Regions from separate parts of the Zea mays genome. Here all the other regions are linked to region 1. Evidence: chromatin contacts called from public Hi-C data. All regions are on one chromosome and are shown on one strand. Each heading gives the region's core, a stretch centred on a gene start, on an enhancer-like site or on the middle of the called end of the contact. The rest is flanking DNA. Distances are from core to core; before and after follow the strand shown. Region 1 holds the start of LOC103630472. Region 2 has its middle 8.5 kb from the start of LOC100278635. Region 3 holds the start of LOC100216643 (EPIDERMAL PATTERNING FACTOR-like protein 6).

Region 1 (3,919 bases), core at 1,144-3,643:
TACAGCCTATTGCCCTAGTGGAATAATGCCATTTTTCACACTCAAATAGGGGGTTTGAATGCAATAGAATTAATAGCTAGTTAACTAAAAATTGATAGTGTATGTAGCTAACTACTATGTTGGATGTTTCGGCTAATTTTAGCAACTAATTATCAATTAACTATTAGTTCTAGCATTCAAACGTGGTCTAAGATAAGAATTACAGTTTCCAGATTTGAGGCACAGAGTCGTTTGATCGGTCTACTGCTGTACTGCATCACTCGTTTGTGTGTGTGTGTGTGTTGCCTGATCTGCAGAAGCGCGTGCTGACCGGAGAGGAGCTCTTCGTCAACAAGACCCACGGGCCGTACAAGAGCGCAACCGAGGTGTGGGACCACGAGGACTGAGCTGAGCTGCCGTGCCGCCGGATGCCTCCCACTCCCACCTGATGAACCAGAATAAAGGATACCGACGCACCTGTCAGTCACCTCCTTCCCCGTGCCTTGTGAGAGCGGCAGCCTCTCGCACAGGGAAGATGCTCTGTGAGAGCAGCAGCCTCGCACGAGAAAGATGTAGAAGAGTGTGTGCGCAACACACTCCTGTACTGTACGATAGACTGAATAATAAAGAAGAAAACGATCCACATCTCATGCAAACTGCAATCTGCAGAGTGCAACGCAGCGCCGGCCGAACCAAGTTTTTGTAGGATCGAAATGTGCTGTCTCGCCTCGCGCACCAAAGCACTATGTTTGGACCACTGAAAAAACGTTTTTTTCTTATCAAACCACATACACCTTGGTACCAGCACCGCTCTGCAGAAATATAGCAGCAGGGCATGGGTGGGTGGATCGACAGGTAGATTCCCCCGGCTGCGGTACGGCGCCCGAAAGGACGGGACCGTATGCACGGCCGTTTTGTACGCGTGGTCAGGTACGGTACGGGTGGGGAATTTTGTAACGACGGCGCGCACATGGGGTCCCCGGTGGGGCCAGGAGGCAGCGACACAAGGCCTGACTGACAGCCAGCTGGTCTCCAGCACGGCCCAGATTGTCCGGGCCCAGGAAGGGCGCCTAGTCTCAGAGATTCTCGAAATAGAATAATGGGATGGCCTGGCCGCCTGGTCGTGGCCGGCGACCGGCCCAAATGTTAGCGCAGGTAGATTGGATCTGGTGGTGGCAGCCGTATACGCCGAGTAGGCCGTTGGTGCTTAGTCTCCGAGCCGGGGAAGCTTCCTCGTGCTATGGTCGCTCCTTGCCGTCGTGTGTGTGTGCACGTCGAGGTCGAGCTGGTTGAACCGCGCGCACGCCGCTAGTACGCACACGTGACACGCCGCTTCCTAGTCAAGTACTACTACCAGCAGAAAGTGTGGTGCATTCCACCGTTTTTTTTCAGTCAATATACGTACTACTACCCGCAGCTCTGTAGCTGTAGCAAAGCATGGCTAAGCCTGATACCCGACATACTGGATGCATTGGACTCGACGGTTCCTACCCGAACCGACAGACACAACGACGTGCACGGCGGGCGCACCCCCCTGTCTGGCTCTGGCATGCCGCTGAATGTACTCACGAGACAGCTGGCCAACGCAGATCATCCGCGGGTCGCATTGTCGTCGCAAAAGCTACCTTTCCCACCCGGCGACCAAGGCGGCTGCGCCCAAAAGCGCCGAACGCCACAGACCCCCTTGCCGCGCCACCACCCGCCCACCCCGCAGCAGTCGCCGTCAGCCATCAGCGCGAGCAAACCACCCTGCACTCCTGCACCACTGCGCGCGGCGCGGCGTGCCAGTACGTACGTGCAGAGCCGTAGGGCTCACGTGCCGTGCCGCCTGCACGGCTGCTAGGAGAGCAGCCGCCTGGCAGGACGGGCGAAAGCCTGCGCACGAGGCACGACTGCTGCAAGAGCGCGCTGCGGCTGCGCAAGAGTGACCAGTGGACATAGGCTGCTTGGGCCACGGGCGGGAGCTGACTGGCTGCGCCCTACTGCCCCGTGGGCGGCTGCGTCTCTGGCCGGCTGCCGCCGGATGCTGCAGACGCCGGCCCCGGACCGGACGTGCCCAATTTGGCGGCCGGCACCTAGCAGTGGCAGCCTTTTGGGTGTCGTCCCGCAGGCAGGCAGTTTCCTGGCCCAACTTTTTTGACGGGTCCCCGATCCAGGGAGCTGCCTTTTGCAGTCCGGTCCGCGGCTGCCGACGATGGGGAGTGACACTGACTAGACACGCACGGCGGCGCGAGGACGAGGAACAATTCGGGTTTGCTGCTACTGCTGCTGTCTCAAAGTCTGCTGCCACCACGGTCGACGCGGGCACCGCACAACGCAACCAAAAGCCCAGAGCCGTCCGCAGACCATTGGCGGCGTTGGCTAGCATATAAAGCTACTACAAGCCAGCTGCATGCGCACGTTTTGGCCTACCACGTACGTACTTGTTGCGCACGGCAGCAGTTCTTTCGATTCTCGTGTGTCTGATTTCCGAAACCTGTCAAAAGTGGCCGAATGTTGATTAGGGAAATTCGCGCGCTCTTCTGTCCTGGGTAAGGAATGTCTTAATTATTCCTTCCTATTTCCTAATGACGATTGGAGGGTGACAGACTTTCCCTGCAGCTTCCCCGTGCTCGTGTTGGGAGGAGGAGACCACGGCCATGACATGACCAGAGCCTGTTAATGCACCGGAATTCGTTCATTCACATGTGATGTGAAGGGCTTAAAACAAAGTGACACAGTTGACGACGACATGGTGCAAGGCTGCAAGGCCATGCTTGGGTTTTTTGTGTGTCTTGTTTGTGCTGGATAAGATATGGTTGGGAGGACAACACTGGCCGGGTTTATGGAGTGCTTTCGTAGTAGTAGTAGTAGGGCAACCTCTCTCCCGAGAGTCCCGTAGTGGTCATACGAATTAGACCAAAGCGTTCGTATACATGCAATGCATGGTTCAGAGTCTAATGCCAACAAAAAAAAAGAATACGTACTAGCTAGGGCAACACATTTCTAGTAATTCGATTCCGAGACAAATTTAAAACACGTGGTATATATGACAGTTGAATATATAAACCTTTAACCCACACGACTCGTCGAAGCGATGACACACAACGGGCTGTATGCAGCGTCTACCGATATATTTAATTTGTTGCTTGTTTTATATAAAGGCTGTCCTATGTTGCGACAGAAAGTGCATCACCATTCTTCAGATTCTAGAACCTGGATTTCTTAATTCATTCTATATGCACTGTCGTGAATATATATCTTGAGACAAAGCCATGCTCATCATCATTATGTTAACACTCTTTCTATATTGTAAACTCTCTTATGAGTTATCCTTTTCATTGTACTAGCTAGTTGCATGTGTAATAAGACTGTTGTCTGTTAATTTTTTTTTTTAAAAAAACGCTACTGGATTAATTTGCTCAACGTAACATAAGAAAACAAAACTTTCACTAGACCTTCAGATTTTCATGAGTCCATATTGCTGTGCTGCCATCCAGTAGCCTGCGTCGCATTAACCGTGCTCCACGATGTCACGGCTCGATCACACAAGAGAGAGAGAGAGAGGGAAAAAAACGTGTACCCATTGCATTACTCACTCGAACGTCCATGACACCATGATGGATAGCCCGCCCGACAAAAGAGCTCTATATAAACCCCGTAGCCTTTCTCCGTGCCATCACCTCATCATAACTCTCACCCCGGAAGGAACCGTGCTAGCCAAGGCCAAAGAGAAGAAAGCCAGAAGCCAAGAGCTATAGCCAGCGTGGGCGACCGGCATTATCTCCTCCCCCACCTCCCCCCCTGCCGACACGACGCGCCAAGCAGCAGCCTTCGAAGAGGAGGGCAGGTATGGGGAACAGCCTCCGGTGCTGCCTGGCGTGCATGCTCCCGTGCGGCGCGCTGGACGTGGTCCGCGTGGTGCACCTCAGCGGGCGCGTCGACGAGCTGGGCTGCCCGC
Region 2 (3,657 bases), core at 556-3,055, 400 kb after region 1:
GAGTGGCATGGCATGCAGTGGACGGCGACTTGCATGCTCGGCAAGTTTCCCCGGCCCGAGCTAGCGCGTCACGGTGACGCGACCGTGATGCCATAAACCGCGGGGGGATCCCCAACGAGTTTTTGTGCCTAGTTCGACTGTTGCCATGCATATTTATTCTGGCTGCTGCTCCGCCGTGGTCCAAGCATACGTGTACGTACGAGTGCAAATATGGCAGAGCTGGAACAAAATCGTGCATGAGCATCATTACTCATTAGAGCATCTCATGAACGGAACACGTCTCTGGAGGTATACGTAATAATTAATTTGGCATATATTTGGGGCCGACGTGCTGCATGTGCACGCATCACGCTGATGCAGGCCGTGCATCTGCAGAGCCCCTGAAATGAATGATGATTATATTCCGAACAGGTAATTAAAGTGCTGACTAGGCTGTGCGAATTGTGATGGATATTATGAACTAATGAACTATGATGGTGTCACTTTTACTGGACGCCAGCTTTCTTCGGCAACCGGGTACGTGCGTGTCCAGGTGAGATATGCTGTTGTTAATGTTGTCTGCCCGCTGCCCAGGTTTTAACAGCATCGATCTGGTGGCTGCGCTGCGCTGCGCGCTGCAGCGCCCAAGGGGGGCAGGAGCAAGAGGGCATGTCTGCATGAATGGATGATGTGACGGCGGGACACACGCAGGCCGAAACGTGTCGGCGATCCTCTGCTAGTTCAGTCGGATACGCCTGCACAAGAAGGCATGCACGATGGTCGGTCGCTATAGATTTTTTGCATCCTCTTCCCCCACAGGCCACAAAAGGCCAGAGCATGCATTGCTGTTTTCGCATGGGACACCGGAGTGTGCCTTACTCGTGCTGTGTGTACGTGTGCCACTCTGCCAGTGTGTGCAGCAGGAGGCTTGGTGGTGATGCCTTCCCTTGTGTAGGCTTGCAAGCCTTCGTGGGGTTGAGATATTAAGGTGCGCGCGATATGGATGCTTGTGGAGCCAGGTTTGGGACTTGGGAGTGCAACGTGGAGTGTAGGATGCACCATGCGCATGTGCACGCCCGCAGGGTGCCTGCGGGCATGCGGCATGCGTCAATCGCCCGTGGACACGTCAAGTGAAGCTTGGCATAAAACCTATTAGACACCCGAGGAAGATGTGACAACAGTGTAGTGCCCAATTCAGGCGGGCCTGGTGTGGCTTCGCTATATATGAGTTTCATCATGACTACAACCTCTATATATGAGTCATGCAAAAAAACTAGGTATAAAACTATACAACAACACTTTTCATTAAAAGCGAGGGTTTCATCTATATTTTATTTTATTCTATATGATATGACAGTGATATAAAACTCTTTAGACTTTAGGACATGTTTGTTTCCCTCCTAGGCTATATAAGTTGAATTGTGATGGAGGGTTAGGAGGTTAAGTATCACTCTGGAATTACAAATAAGCTGAAATAAGCTATCTAATGCTAACTTATTTGTAGTTCTAAAGCGATATTTTATTACTCTCCTACTCTTTCACCTTAGTCCAACTTATACAATCTAGGATAGAAACAAATAGGCCCTAACCCAATCGAAAAGGAGAAGTGAAGCTAATTAAGGAGCCCGCAAAAATAGTCAAATCTACAAAACATATATGAAACGAAGGGAGACTTGAACAGATCTGAAACCTGTGAAAGGACAGACATCAAGCAATGGAGGAAAAAAAACAGCGGAAGCACGGAAAAAACAAGAGCCCATGGGACTAGCCCATATGGACACGGGATACAAGCCCATATGCGTGTTCCTATTCTTCCGCCCAAAATAATTGGAGCCGCATTCATGGAGCGGTGTCCTGGCAATGGATTCCTTCCTCCTATGGGCCACTCATTAGCCCATCTTAAGGAGACTGTATATTGACATATAAAACATTGTTTTGTAATATAGTCTATAAAAACTGTTTATAGAGTGAAATTTAAAATAAAGAGTGAGATAATGAATGAGATAGGGAGGTTTCTGGAGATAGTCTTAGAGTTTCACAAATGGGAAGGCTAGGATAGGAAGTCAACGAGCACATTTTACACATGTGTTCACAAGTAAAAATCCTATAAAGTAGAGGTTTAGGTGTTAGTTTATACCCACGAGCATAGAGCGTGGATGCGGGTCTGATTCTTATCCCTACATATTTTCTAACAGGTATAAAAAATTACACTCGTGCTCGTGAATCCGTGTACGTGCATTGTGTATGTGAAATATTTGTTTATATGCTCACGGCAACTACTGTTATGCAAACAGTCCTTCTGTACAAGCGTGCAAGCAAACCATCTGATCCATTAGATAATGATCCAACCACAGATACAACCATGATTTGTCAGAGGGTTTTTATAAAGATTATTGAGGTGGTGGTGGAAGGGTTTAAGTTTTAAATGTGACCTACGGTTGGAAATAACTAAAAAAGTTAGGAAATAACCACAAAAGGAGGGTGAAATTCACTGCTCTAGGAAAGAACTTGCATCCTATCCACAGCCCAGCGTGGCTAGCGGGTGGCCTAGCAAGACTAGCTCGTAGTGGCAGCCTAGGCGCGTCACAGTGTGTTCGGTGGGCATCCTAGCGGAGCAACATGCATCTGGCCGTGAGAATTTAATCTACATTGAACATATCTATATTAAACTATAGGTTTAGAGCAAATCAAGAATGACATATCATGATTCTTGATTCAATGAACGAAGACGAAGGCTCATCGTATAGGACAGTTTGACATGATCAAGGACTTGTCGGCTTGACGTACAGTTGGTACAGATCAGATCCATATAATAAAGTTAGGATAGAACAGTGTTGATAATGTGTTGAGTAACAATGTGGCAATGCATGGATCCTAGATCCATATCTCAAACCCTTTTGTTAGTAACGAAGGCGTGGGGAAAATGTAGAAGGCTTCGCGTTTCCTACTCGCGACCGCACAATCGTATAGAGAAACGAGACGACGGTGGAATACTCCCTTCTATACAATAAATTTATTGTATAGAGATTTTTTCGTAGGATTTGTTAACCTACCCATCTCCATATATATGCGAGAGTCCAGTTGTTGAGAACATGTCGATCTCGTAAGCTACTCCTCCGGTCCCTCCCTCACACGATAGACACGAAGCTGGAACACGGATTCGCAGCTCAGAATATGCGCGCTGATGTTCAGCAGAGGACCGAGAGCAGTAGAGTACATACCACCAAAATCCCTGTCTCCGGGAGCTGGAACAGCTCCACCAAACAAAAGTTTGCCTAGCTACCAGCCCTTGCATGTACATCCACGCCGTACGGACATGAACGTACGTACGCTGAAAACATCGCAAGCAACAGCGGTGCTGACTTCCGGGTGTTGCGGTTCATGTTGCTTGCTGGCGTTGCGTCGTGACTTATTACATAAAAGCTCTGCAACAGTATATCCACCAGACCCACCTAACACGTACTACCAGTATATAATCGCACATTTTATATAATGACACATTCTTTTTCCCCGGAAAAAAAAACGCAGATGCGACAGAAACAGTACTGTTCTTCGCATGACACGAGGATGACGGAGAATTTAATCGGCCTGCGCGCCCCCATCAAATCCGTGGTCCGCATAGTGTGTGGTGTACGTGTTCATGTTTGCGAGGTCCCCGGGTGTCCGGATACAGCTAGG
Region 3 (4,128 bases), core at 1,277-3,776, 500 kb after region 1:
ACACGCAAAAAAAAAAAACGGGTCAATTCGAGAAGGCGCGAAGAGAAAAGTAAAAGAGGAAAAAAAATGGCATTGAGTGGCCAAGAAATCAAAGGCATACGTCCAATCGTATACGAACAAGGCGAACAGTACGGCGAGGCAGAGCAGGCGCAGCCTTTTTCTTAATCACCACGGCGCCCTGCCTGCCGTCGTGCCCGTGCGAGCCCTCGTGGTAGGCCCGCGGCGGACTGCCGGGCGCTCAGCTCAGCGATAGATGCGCGGCGCGGGAACGCAAGCGCTGCGCCTGCGCTGCACACACGCGGGCACGGCACACGGCAGCGCCGGTTCGCAGGCCGTCTCTGCCCGGTCGGCCACGCGCCGGTCCAAGGCACAGTGGCACACGCCGCGGTGCCGGTGCTGGTGCCAGTGCCAGTGCCAGTGCCACGCGCGCGCACGGGCGGGCCCGCGGCGCTGGTCAGGTCGTACGCTCCCGGCGTCGCGACTCGCAGCCATTGGGCTTGGGCAGCGGGCAGGGCCGCCCTTGGTCGTCTTCGTCTCCAGTTGGACGAGCGTCGTCCACTCACTGCATGTGACGACGGTCACGGCATGTAGAGCTGGTTCCGGCACTTGCACCGCCACGCCTCCGGGTAGTACTCCGTGGTGACCAGGACCCCCGGCGGCACGGACACGTGCACCGGGTAGCATGGGTTGCAGCTGCCGCATTTGGACGCGCACCGCGGCGGATGCGAGCCCGGGCCGCCCGACAGCAGGCGCCGCCGTCCGGTGTAAACCATCTCCTGCAATCACACGCGAACGAAAAAGAGAAACAATTAGTCATCAGTACTCCCTACCCTATTAGTAACAGGTTCAACCGAGCTAGAGCCCTTTCCTAGCCGACATATGATGGTGTTTTGATTGCCGCAACAGAAAGCATGGTATGGTATGGTATGGTCGCTCAGGGTACGGTGGGCCACCGGGCTCTGCCGCCGTCGGGACGGGACGGGGACGTCGTCATCGGACGTAGGCCGCCGTGAAGCTGGCGGGGTCATCGGACGACAGCGCTGCGTGCTAATACTGATCGAGACCGGCGGACTCGCCGCGGCCCTTCTACGTACGAGAGGCGGGGTCACGATTCACCACCCCCTGCATGGAGATGGACGCGCCCGGCTCGCAGATTCGCAGCTGCTTGGAATGGTGCCGCACCGTACGTGCGATTTAGACATGTCACCTACTACACACATGCATGCATGCATGCTTGCATAACTCTAAGCCTCTACTACAAGTCTACAAGCTAACAACCCAACGCCAAACATGGAGCGCGGACATCCCGCATGATTCAGTCTCTGTGTTAATTTCTTTGTGTTTGATACGGTGTTTAATTTCTTCTTCATAGCTGTACCAACTTCGTTGCACAGCGAACCAGATCGTACCCGTGTCGTGTTCGTTAATGAATGAATGAATGAACGAATCGAGACGACGAACGCACCTCATCGGTCGTCGCCACCTGACCGCCGGGATGGGCTGCTGCCGCTGCCATGGTCCTCCCGCCGGAATCTGTTCATCGAGAGAAGGAACTGGAATGAGAATCATCACAAGGCAGTACAACGTTGCGCGCTACAAAATGGAAGCTGTCAGCTGTGCTCTGCAGCCAGCGGATCATGCGGCTCTGCATCTACTACTGAGACAGTGGGACTTCACCCAAGCTACCAGCAAACCGCATGCGCACTCACCTGAAGGAGGGCGAGCAAATTTTCCCCCGTTCTTTAGAAGATATAGTATTTTGGTTTTGTACGAAATATGAGCAAAGCTAAGCTTCTTTTACGCAGGATCGGAGAAGATTGAACAGAGAGCTAGCTCTGGGGCGGCTCACCTGAAGCGGGGGTGCCGCCACCCACCAGTGTCCCCGCGAGACGACGGCCGCCGATGAAGGCGAAGCAGAGGGAGACGACGAGGGCAACCACCACCGCGACGCCGACGCCCAGCGTCCGCGCGGATCCGGAGCCGCCACTCCACCACCTCGTCGACTGCCTCCCCATGGGCAACGGCGGCGGAATCGCCTGAACTCCCACCCACCGTCCGCGCCGTACCTCTCTCTCTTGCTTTCGCTTAGCTAGCAACGAGCCAACGACCCGGCCGACCTGCGCTGCCGGACGGAACAAGACGGCCACTAGGTAGCTGCAAAGCGCTAGGCCTCGGAGGTAGGTGGATTAGATAGCTCGCTCTAGCTCTAGCTCTATCATCTCAAGCTAGCGTGGATCAGGGCTCGCGTGCTCGAGCGGCTGGAGAAGGAAGTAGCTACTACTATAGCAAGGATCGGAGAGGCAACAGCCAAATGCGTATCCGAAACCCGGAAACGGCCGGGGGGCCGGGCACGAACAGACTCGAGACGACACGAGGGAGGGTGGATGGCGACGACGAGATGATCAGATGAGCGGACGTGAGCGAGGCAGCCTGCTCGCCTCTGGACGGTGTTCCCCCCGCACGCACTGTAGCCGCATCACATCGGCCTGCCTCTGGGGCAACTGATACACAGCCAGCAGCAGCAGGGAGTGCGTGCGCGGCTCCGGCACGCACGGTGTTGGCCTTTAATATCGGCAAGCACGCAAGCGTATGATGGCCTGGGAGGAACTCGGACGTGTGCTCTGGAATGCTGCCACCTAAAATCGCTCCGTACAACGTGGACTGCTGCGGTTCCTTGTCTCTTTTTTCTTTGGTCTTCCTGAGGGCCAGTTCGGAAACTCGAACTCGCTCTCCTCCAATCCTCGAGATGATTTGAGTTTCCACTTTCCATTTCCAAAACAGTCAAAGGAGAACGCTGCCCGTACCCGTAATGGACCTGTAACAGTACTGTACTTTCGGGCTCACATTTCATCTTTATTACACCTTTAGAGTCGATTTGGTGACAAGAGGGTCATTGAGGATTGGAGAGGATTAAGAAGGAATAAACTAATTTCTTCCTCAATCCACTCTAATCCTCCGTGATTCCTGGTCACTAAACCAGTACTTAGGATTTGTTCGGTTGCGCAGGATTTGTTCGGTTGCATGTGAATTAAAGTATATTGAGAGGGAATAAATCTCTTTCTATTAATTTTGATTATGGAGGAATTTAATCTAGACACAATCGAACAATACCTTAATAACCATAATCATCAAGGGGGAACAGTATAATCACACACGTTCCACACAGGGTAGTAGGTAATCATCGTCAAGCTAGGGGGTTAGTTCTGTGTGCACTCGCCACTGCCGATTGGTGTTTCTTTTCTTTCTCTCTCTGTCTCTCTCTCGGTCAATGGGATCTGAGATTTCAGAAGGCGATCTTTTTGGTTCTTGCACGGGGTTAACAGGGACATGCATGGTCTGGACCACCCAGTTGCATGTGTGCGGCAGAGACACACTGTGGCACTCACCAGGCTTGCGACATGCACGTTGATGGCGTCCTGTCCCGCAGGTGGTCCAAGGCGCGCTCGCCGGCGAGGTCATGTGAGTGGCAACCGACCGCGACAAGCCAATGGCCCCGGTCGTCGTCGTCGTGGGACGTGGGGGCTGGGAGGGCTGGGCCGGCCGCTGACAATTATTCTGCAGCTAGCTGTTGGATCCGACGACGAGGATGGAACGGGAAGCCATGAATTTTAATTCCGCCTCTGATACAGCCATAGTACAGGAGGAGTAGTGTTTTCAGTGAATACCATTCGCTCTGATGAGGTGCACTTCAATGAATGCCATTACGTACCATGCATCTCGACGAGTAGTTAAGGATTTAAGGGCAATGCCGAGCAACGGATGCAGCAGCAGTAGGTCCTCCGTCGCTTTCCTCACCATGCTAATGGTGGCCAGGTCGAGCTCGTCGCTCATGTGTTCTCGTTGTCATGCAGAGGCCCTGTTTGGGTGGATGCTACCTGACAGATCTGACGCAGAACGCGATGGATGGGGCGGGGGCCTCGTTGAATACCTGTTCGCTGAACAGTGGTCCTCGATCGTCGTGTGTGTGTCCTCCTACGTTCAGCTGACCGCATTATGCATGGCTGGCCGCGCGCACCGAAACGATACGCCGGAGCCCGGATGCATGTGTGTGTGTGGTTAATCTTCTTCTCCATCTGGGATTTGGTACGAGAAAGAAAGAAAGAAAGAAAGAAATGCGATCGACATGCG

The links. Hi-C and Micro-C count contacts between places; a contact is called where the count stands out from the background.
Region 2: a Hi-C map of tassel shows a contact between it and region 1, with 3 times the contacts expected there. The contact joins the enhancer-like site here to the promoter of LOC103630472 in region 1. A contact is called at or near these places in 2 of 25 Hi-C or Micro-C datasets (leaf and tassel).
Region 3: a contact with region 1 is called in a Hi-C map of tassel, with 3 times the contacts expected there. The contact joins the promoter of LOC100216643 here to the promoter of LOC103630472 in region 1. A contact is called at or near these places in 2 of 25 Hi-C or Micro-C datasets (bundle sheath and tassel).

The regions. Positions count from the first base shown.
Region 1 is chr6:164,450,133-164,454,051 of Zm-B73-REFERENCE-NAM-5.0, forward strand. LOC103630472 reads left to right here and starts at 2,394. Exons shown (of 3, transcript XR_002262909.2): 1 at 2,394-2,510; 2 at 2,581-3,919. LOC100857058 reads left to right here. Exons shown (of 9, transcript NM_001254921.1): 9 at 297-386. The coding sequence ends at 386.
Region 2 is chr6:164,853,851-164,857,507 of Zm-B73-REFERENCE-NAM-5.0, forward strand. No RefSeq gene overlaps it. Among protein-coding and RNA genes, the nearest start is that of LOC100278635, 8.5 kb to the right of the region's middle. Within about 2 kb of position 1,806, at least 14 of the 20 cell types and tissues checked have an H3K27ac peak or open chromatin away from gene starts, as enhancers often do. A contact at or near this core is called in leaf and tassel, where this site is marked.
Region 3 is chr6:164,954,666-164,958,793 of Zm-B73-REFERENCE-NAM-5.0, forward strand. LOC100216643 (EPIDERMAL PATTERNING FACTOR-like protein 6) reads right to left here and starts at 2,527. Exons shown (of 3, transcript NM_001348780.1): 1 at 1,850-2,527; 2 at 1,466-1,533; 3 at 1-776. The coding sequence starts at 2,015. The coding sequence ends at 579.